2 separate regions of the Mus musculus genome follow, and region 2 is linked to region 1. A link is a contact called in public HiChIP or PLAC-seq data. All regions are on one chromosome and are shown on one strand. Each heading gives the region's core, a stretch centred on a gene start, on an enhancer-like site or on the middle of the called end of the contact. The rest is flanking DNA. Distances are from core to core; before and after follow the strand shown.

Region 1 (3,527 bases), core at 791-3,290:
ATTAAAAGTATATTTTGTTTGTTTATCACTAGTTTTAAAAAATACTAAATTTTAGAAATGATAACTTGCAATTTATCTTTAATATCAGAAGCCAACAATAACAAAATACATACCACCATGCTAACTTTATATACATGATACATACCTAGAAACTTTTTCTTGAAACAACATACAAGTGAAGGTGAAATCTCATATAAATATTTATTTTGAAGGAACACCAGAATTGAGAGGAAAACTTAAAAGGTGCTTGTCCTCAAGTTAAGCTAAAAACCAAATGCTTATTTTCCTTGACTTCTGGCCTACACTTGTGTGCTTATTGCTGTCTGGATCCTTTCCTATCAACACACCCAGCACTTCAAAAGCTCCAACCACTCTGCCAGGATTTCTACCTTCAAAGAGCCTCTGTTGCCATGGCAATCTCATGTTCTCCTGAGAACTAAATCAGTAGCACCCTATGATAGCATCCATGAAGGCTGTCCAAACTCCAACTCCTCTGAAGCACAGGTCATATCCTTCCACAAGCACACCAATTTTTTACTTGCTATAATATATAATATCAAATTAAATCTGACAAGTCAGAGCCAAGACTATTTAAAAATAAACAGCTGCATCCACCAAAAAGTAAGGGGAAATTGTGCTAGGAATCTTTCTTGTTACAAAGCAGTTTTAAGATATGAAAGCCAAAGATCAACAAACTTAAGCAAAGATTTTCCCCCTTTTTTTAGATCTCAAAATACTCTTCCTACAAAATAAAAATAGTCTGTACCTTGATTTTAAAGGCTCCCTGCCCTTTTATTTTCACCTAAAAACAAAACCAAAAAAAAAAAAAAAAAAAAAAAAAACACATGCTAAGGACTCAATGGCCTAGTCAAAGGCAACAAAGCTAAACCCTATCTAAAACTAAACTGTTCCTGGGAACAAAATGTAAAGGGGATAAATAAGACAGGCCTGGTAATACATGTTATACACCAGAGGAGGCTGAAGCAGGAAGACCCCAAGTTCAAGACCTGCCTGGACTACACTGAGATCAAGGCCAGCTTGAGTAACTTAAGACCCTGTTTCCAAATATAAAAATGAAGTGGTTTGACTAGGTCTGCTCCCCACCCCCTCCAGTAGACTCATGTTTTGGAATGCTTGGCCCGTAGGAAGTAGCACTATTAGAAGGTATGGCCTTATTGGAGGAAGTGTGTCACTGTGGAGATGGGCTTTGAGGCCATAAATCTCTAAGCTCCGCCAGTGTAGAATCAGAGGCTCCTCCTGACTGCCTGCAGAAGATAGTCTCATGCTGCTGTCTGATCTATGGCTTCTCCAGCACCATGTCTGCCTGCATGTTGCCATGCTTTCTGTCATGATAATGGACTAAACCTCTGAAACCGTAGCCCTAATTGAATGTTTGCCTTGGTCATGGTGTCTCTTCACAGCAATGAAGCCCTAAAGAAAACAAAAGGAGAGTGGGACTAGAATTTGTACCTTGGAGATAAGAGACAAAGAGCACTTGCCAGAGTGCAGAAGGCTCTAGGTTCTATGCACAGCCCCAAAGTAAAAGATATATGAATGAACAACTGACATATGCAGAGATCAAGTATGTTTCCTCTTTCTTAAGAAAACTGCTTTTCACCTCTATTCAACTTATACCATTCCACATTCTATAGCAAAGCAAGGTGTGTTTTCTATATATTCAAAGTCTCTAAGTTAAAAGTAAATATAACAATAAAATCTAAAAATCAAGTTCTATTAAAATAAAAGCAAAGACTTCCTTAAAAGTCTGAAAAGTCATTTTATGACCCAAGTGTGCCTAGAAAACAAAAGCTAAAGTAAAAAGTTACATAAATGTTGAATTATCTTTTGTTATTAATAGTTATTTTGAGACAACAAATGTATAATTTAAAAAACCGGCCTTGACATATCATTCTAAATTAAATCTGCTTCAGAAATGTTTCCTGTCTTTAAGGAATGTTCTCACAATGTACAAACTGTGAGCATTCTCCTATAAAAACCACTAGATGGTACATGGGATACTGCAACCCATTTAAACACATACAATGGAGTCACTTTCCACTTCATTAGGAATGCCCATGCAACTTCCTCCCTGAGTCACGCTACTCACACTACTATTCTGAACAATTACTAGAATTTCAGTGGAAGAAAGAAATGGGAAGATATCTGAGCTCCACATCTGCACTGGACCATAACTATGAGAAACCTGGAAGTACTTCTTATACAAGTGGTTTGAACTAATTGTTATTAACAAAATAATAATCCAAAACTTTTTTGTGTGTTTCTGAAATATTTTCCTCAGTATGGTTAGAAGATTAGATAGATTACTTCCATTCCCAATTAAGCTACTTTCTTTAAAAGAGGCTATCTAATAAAAATTAAAGGCCAATGACTCCAAAGACTACAAACAACAACAACAAGGCATAATCTAATATGGGAAAATCCAGACCAGTGTTTAACCCATGGTGAATACCATTATCAAAATAACCAAATCCACTAGAAATCTGATGTACAAACTCAAACATTTTCACACCAAGTCACAAAAAAAAACAAAACAAACAAAACAAACAAACAAACACCAAACCAAAAAACAAACAAAAAATACTAAAAGCAGCTAAGTTTAACTACTAAAGTTATAGCTTTCAAACCCTCCTGGTTTTTTGTTTTCTTTTCTTTTTTAATCATGATTCACCACTGAATGGACTTTATACCACCACCCAGGATACATAAAATCTCCTAAAAGTAATCCTACAGAAGGACCATGTCCCTGTCACCTTTACACACTAACACTTAGAAGAGAACCTGCTATTACAAAACATGCAGAATGAACACTGGTTACATAAAGCCTGTAACTCAACTTTTAGAAAACTTTTTCATACAATAGTTTCTTATCTTGGTTTCTTTACTAAGAAATGCCATGTGTAAATATGCTACAGAAATTATTAAATCCTTGTCTAAATACAGCACTTTTAGGGCTGAAAAGATGTCTAAGCGGTTAAAGGCACTGGCTGTTCCTAGAGGACCCAGGTTAAGCTCCCAACACCCACATGGCAGCTTAAAACTGTGTGTGACTCCAGTTCTGATGATATGACAACCTTTTCCGGGCCCCACTGGCATCAAGCATACACGTGATACACATACACACATGAAGGCAAAACACTCAAGCATACACATGATACACATACACACATGAAGGCAAAACACTCAAGATATATAAAATAAAAATAAATAATTTATTTTAAAGCACTTTTAATTCACTCAAGCATGAGTTTCAAATCCTTTTTTTTACATCATACAGAGTTTTACATATAACATTTACAGCCAAAAATAAATCAAAAATATAAACCAGCCGGGCGGTGCTGGTGCCGCCTTTAATCCCAGCACTTGGGAGGCAGAGGCAGGCGGATTTCTGAGTTCAAGGCCAGCCTGGTCTACAGAGTGAGTTCCAAGACAGCCAGGGTACACAAAGAAACCCTGTCTAGAAAACCCAAATAATAATAATAATAAAATTAAAATATAAACCTACTGAA
Region 2 (3,438 bases), core at 187-2,686, 110 kb after region 1:
CGAGTCCCGCGTTCTGACAGACCCAGTGGTTTTGAGAGCACAGAGGTACATCAGGGGGCTCCAGATATTATCAGCCAGAACATTCAGATGACCAGGACCATGAATTTCAGAGGTAATTTCCTCATATGTCTAGACAGGGAAAATAACACTGCAGTGACCACCAATTCAGAAAGTAGAAAACCTTGCCCCTGGATCATTGACCAGTGAGGTTCTAGGTAATGCTACCTCACAGCCATGTCCCTTCCCAATGTATTCCAGGCCCCGTACACACAGAAGCTAGCTTGGAAGAGAACGAAGGGATGGAGAGAAAATATAAACTAACAGAATTCACTTAAAGAGGTCATGTGAGTCACTCCATTGAACTAAGTTTAACTGAATTGAATAAACTTCAGGCTTCCTTTCCCAGCTCCCCATAGATGAGCAGTGGTGTTCGGGAAACGTAAAGACTTCTCTGGGTGTCTGACTGAACCCAGGAATGTAGTGACCCCACTACCAGCATGTCAGGCTTCTTGCCAAGCCTAGTATGTCCAGGTTTTGTCTGCATTGGGCTGACTCAGCTGAGGAAGATACCTACTCAACTGAGTCTAGGTACCAGCTACACCAGCATTGTGACAGAACTGGCCACTTGATCCCATAGATGGCTTCTCTTTGTGGATACTCAAAACCCAGCAAGAAAGGACATTTTTAAGCACACCTGGAAGGGACTTTTCTTTTGTCTGGATGAGGAAAAGGTTTTGAGATCAATAGGCAAGGAGTTATTTGGCAGGCTAAGGTCTCATTCCCTCATGCTTAATGAATCATATCCGGAATCAAGTAGGCAAGACACACTTGGACAAAATCCTAATATAGATATGAATCTAGGTCTAGCATCCTATCGGACTCTTGCTTGTACAATCCTCTGTGGGCTACACCACCACCTGCAGGCCAGCCCTAAAAAGTACATGTCCAAGAAAATGGCGGTGTTCCTGGACTAAGTTGCCCAGCCAAAATAGCTGCATTGTGCTTTGTTTATGCTTTGTTCAGTCCTGGGGTCAGGATCCTCATGGCTCATTTCCATATGGCTCAACTCCTAGAGTTTAGTAGACAATTCTTCACACATTTCTTCTCTTTGGCTGGCTCAGTAGAATGGAGGTTTTCTTGGTTCTCAGGTGCAAATGCAGCCTTCTAACCAGCCTTGTGTAATTCCTGCAGTCTTCCGTAATCTATGCGACACAGTCACTGTTTCCAGCCACTGAGATGAGAGCATTTTGTGCCAGACAGACCTGATGATTTTGCCCATGGGTTTCCTTCTCTAGGAAACTGCCTTTTGGAAATATTTAATTCCCTACCCCCTTGAGAGTAAGATCATTTGTCAGGAGGCTGGTGTGGTTAATTAGATGCAGGAATTCAAACCAATCACCTTCCCCCTTCCCCCTTCCCGAAGCACTTTGGATTTAACATTTCCTACGCAATCAGATGCAGCAGAATCCTGAGCGGAGGCTCAGGCACCACTTTTGGCAACCATCTGCTTGGAATTTCTTTTCTTTTTTTTTTTTTTAAAAGATTTATTTATTTATTATATGTAAGTACACTGTAGCTGTCTTCAGACACTCCAGAAGAGGGAGTCAGATCTTGTTACAGATGGTTGTGAGCCACCATGTGGTTGCTGGGATTTGAACTCTGGACCTTAGGAAGAGCAGTCGGGTGCTCTTACCCACTGAGCCATCTCACCAGCCCCTGCTTGGAATTTCAAGGAAGCTATTCCATCCTGTCCTGGTCTCCACCAAGAGGGCTTTGGGCCAGGCAGGATCTCCCATACCTGGGCTTGTATGCCATATAGGTGTAAGCACACAAGCTGAGCTACAGGATAAATAAAGCCAGTCATTGCTGTGGAGGAAACTGGGACAGATAAGTTTAGGGGAGAAAAATCAAACTCTATTTTGAAAATGTTTGATTTGAAATGCTTATTAGTTATCTGATGAAAACATTAAGTAGAAAGATTTGCTAAGTCTACAGCTTGGGGCGAAATGTCAGGACTGGAGAACATAGATCTGGGAGTTATTGACAAAGAGATAGAAGTTAAAGCCATGGGATAAGACCTCCTACAAAGCGAGCATGTATATCTAAAGAACAGGAGTTTACATGCCTCAAAAATTGGGATAAAAGAAAGGAGGCAGCAGACTTCTATGAAACCAATGAGGCATGGCAAAGCTGAACCCAGGAGAGACCACCAAGAGGCCTGTAAGAGCGGGAGCCACCAGAGCAGCTGCAGGGGGTAGATGGAGAAGAGCCCAGATCCTAGGGAGAACATATTTAAGGTGAAATAAAATGGGTGGATAACAAGACAGGTCAGTATAGACAGTAGATGATGGGTGGATAAAAGAGACAGAGATGCTGGATAAGCAATAGGAAGACAGCTGATTAAATGCATGACTTGGAAGGGAACTGTAGAGACGCTGGAGAGAATGAGACTGGGAAAGGCTTTCCATAGTGAGAGGGGATCCAGGACATAAGTGGCAAAGTCCAAGAGGCCTGGGTGGAAAGGGAATTTTAGTAAATGTGATGACGGGAAACATTCCAGTTGTCTTCTGGTCGCTTCTGCTTCAGTTATAAAAGGAGTGATGGCTTTGTTTTTGCCAGTTTCTGTGAGCCTTGGACTGAAACCTTTTCCTAGTTAGAACATCCTTCACTTTATCCTGAAGCTGAGCTAGAAGTCGTCAAGGCTTCTGGATCCCCAGCCGTACTACATCCAGTTCTGGTCCTTCTCTTAGGAAGGTCAACTGGATGGGGAGATGTGGCATGTCCCAACCCTGGCTGAGAGCCCACCCAAGCTGCATACACTGCAGAATACAGCCAGTGGAAGAACCGGCAGGTTAGCGTGTCCACCCACAGGCTGGGGCTGCTGGCACCCATTTTTAAAAAGCCACAAAACCATCTTAGTGCTGTTTAGTTTCTGCCTTGGTGATAATGTCTTACTTGCTTCTCAGTTGGGCTTCCAGTTTGCCCTCACATTTGATCCCCTCTCCCTGCCTCCTTCCCTCCCTCCCTCCCTCCCTCCCTCCTTCCCTCCCTCCCTCCCTCCCTCCCTCCCTCCCTCCCTCCCTCCCTCCCTCTGTATCTCTCTTTTCCCTTCCTGTTCCATCTTTGCACTCCCAACCCCATCTCTTTCTCCTCACAGATCTGACAAGGCTTTGGCACTAACAAGCAATACTCTAGCTCCCCCAAGGATGCTACCCCTTGACCTTTTCAGCTCCAGCCACAGACTGGTTCCAGGCTTCCACTACCATGTCCCTTTCTAGGAAGGCAGGTCCTCATGCAAATGTGAAAACAAAGTAAAAAGATAACTAATGGGGGGGCTGGCGAGATGGCTCAGTGGTTAAGAGCAGTGACTGCTCTTCCAAAGGTCCCAAGTTCAAATCCCAGCAACCACATGGTGGCTCACAACCATCCGTAACGAAA

The links. HiChIP or PLAC-seq counts read pairs in DNA pulled down with a chosen protein or histone mark.
Region 2: a contact with region 1 is called in an H3K27ac HiChIP or PLAC-seq map of neural progenitor cells, with 2.5 times the contacts expected there. The contact joins two enhancer-like sites. A contact is called at or near these places in 2 of 15 datasets of contacts at CTCF or cohesin (the NIH/3T3 cell line and pro-B cells), 3 of 484 Hi-C or Micro-C datasets (embryonic stem cells and liver), 5 of 115 datasets of contacts at active chromatin or transcription factors (astrocytes, embryonic fibroblasts, embryonic stem cells and 2 more) and 1 of 9 other capture datasets (embryonic stem cells).

Annotation. Positions count from the first base shown.
Region 1 is chr9:72,083,936-72,087,462 of GRCm38.p6, forward strand. The region is part of intron 3 of Tcf12 (transcription factor 12); the gene reads right to left. Among named protein-coding and RNA genes, the nearest start is that of Tcf12, 26 kb to the right of the region's middle. Within about 2 kb of position 2,041, at least 25 of the 459 cell types and tissues checked have an H3K27ac peak or open chromatin away from gene starts, as enhancers often do. A contact at or near this core is called in neural progenitor cells, where this site is marked.
Region 2 is chr9:72,191,360-72,194,797 of GRCm38.p6, forward strand. No RefSeq gene overlaps it. Among named protein-coding and RNA genes, the nearest start is that of Gm27188, 60 kb to the right of the region's middle. Within about 2 kb of position 1,437, at least 25 of the 459 cell types and tissues checked have an H3K27ac peak or open chromatin away from gene starts, as enhancers often do. A contact at or near this core is called in neural progenitor cells, where this site is marked.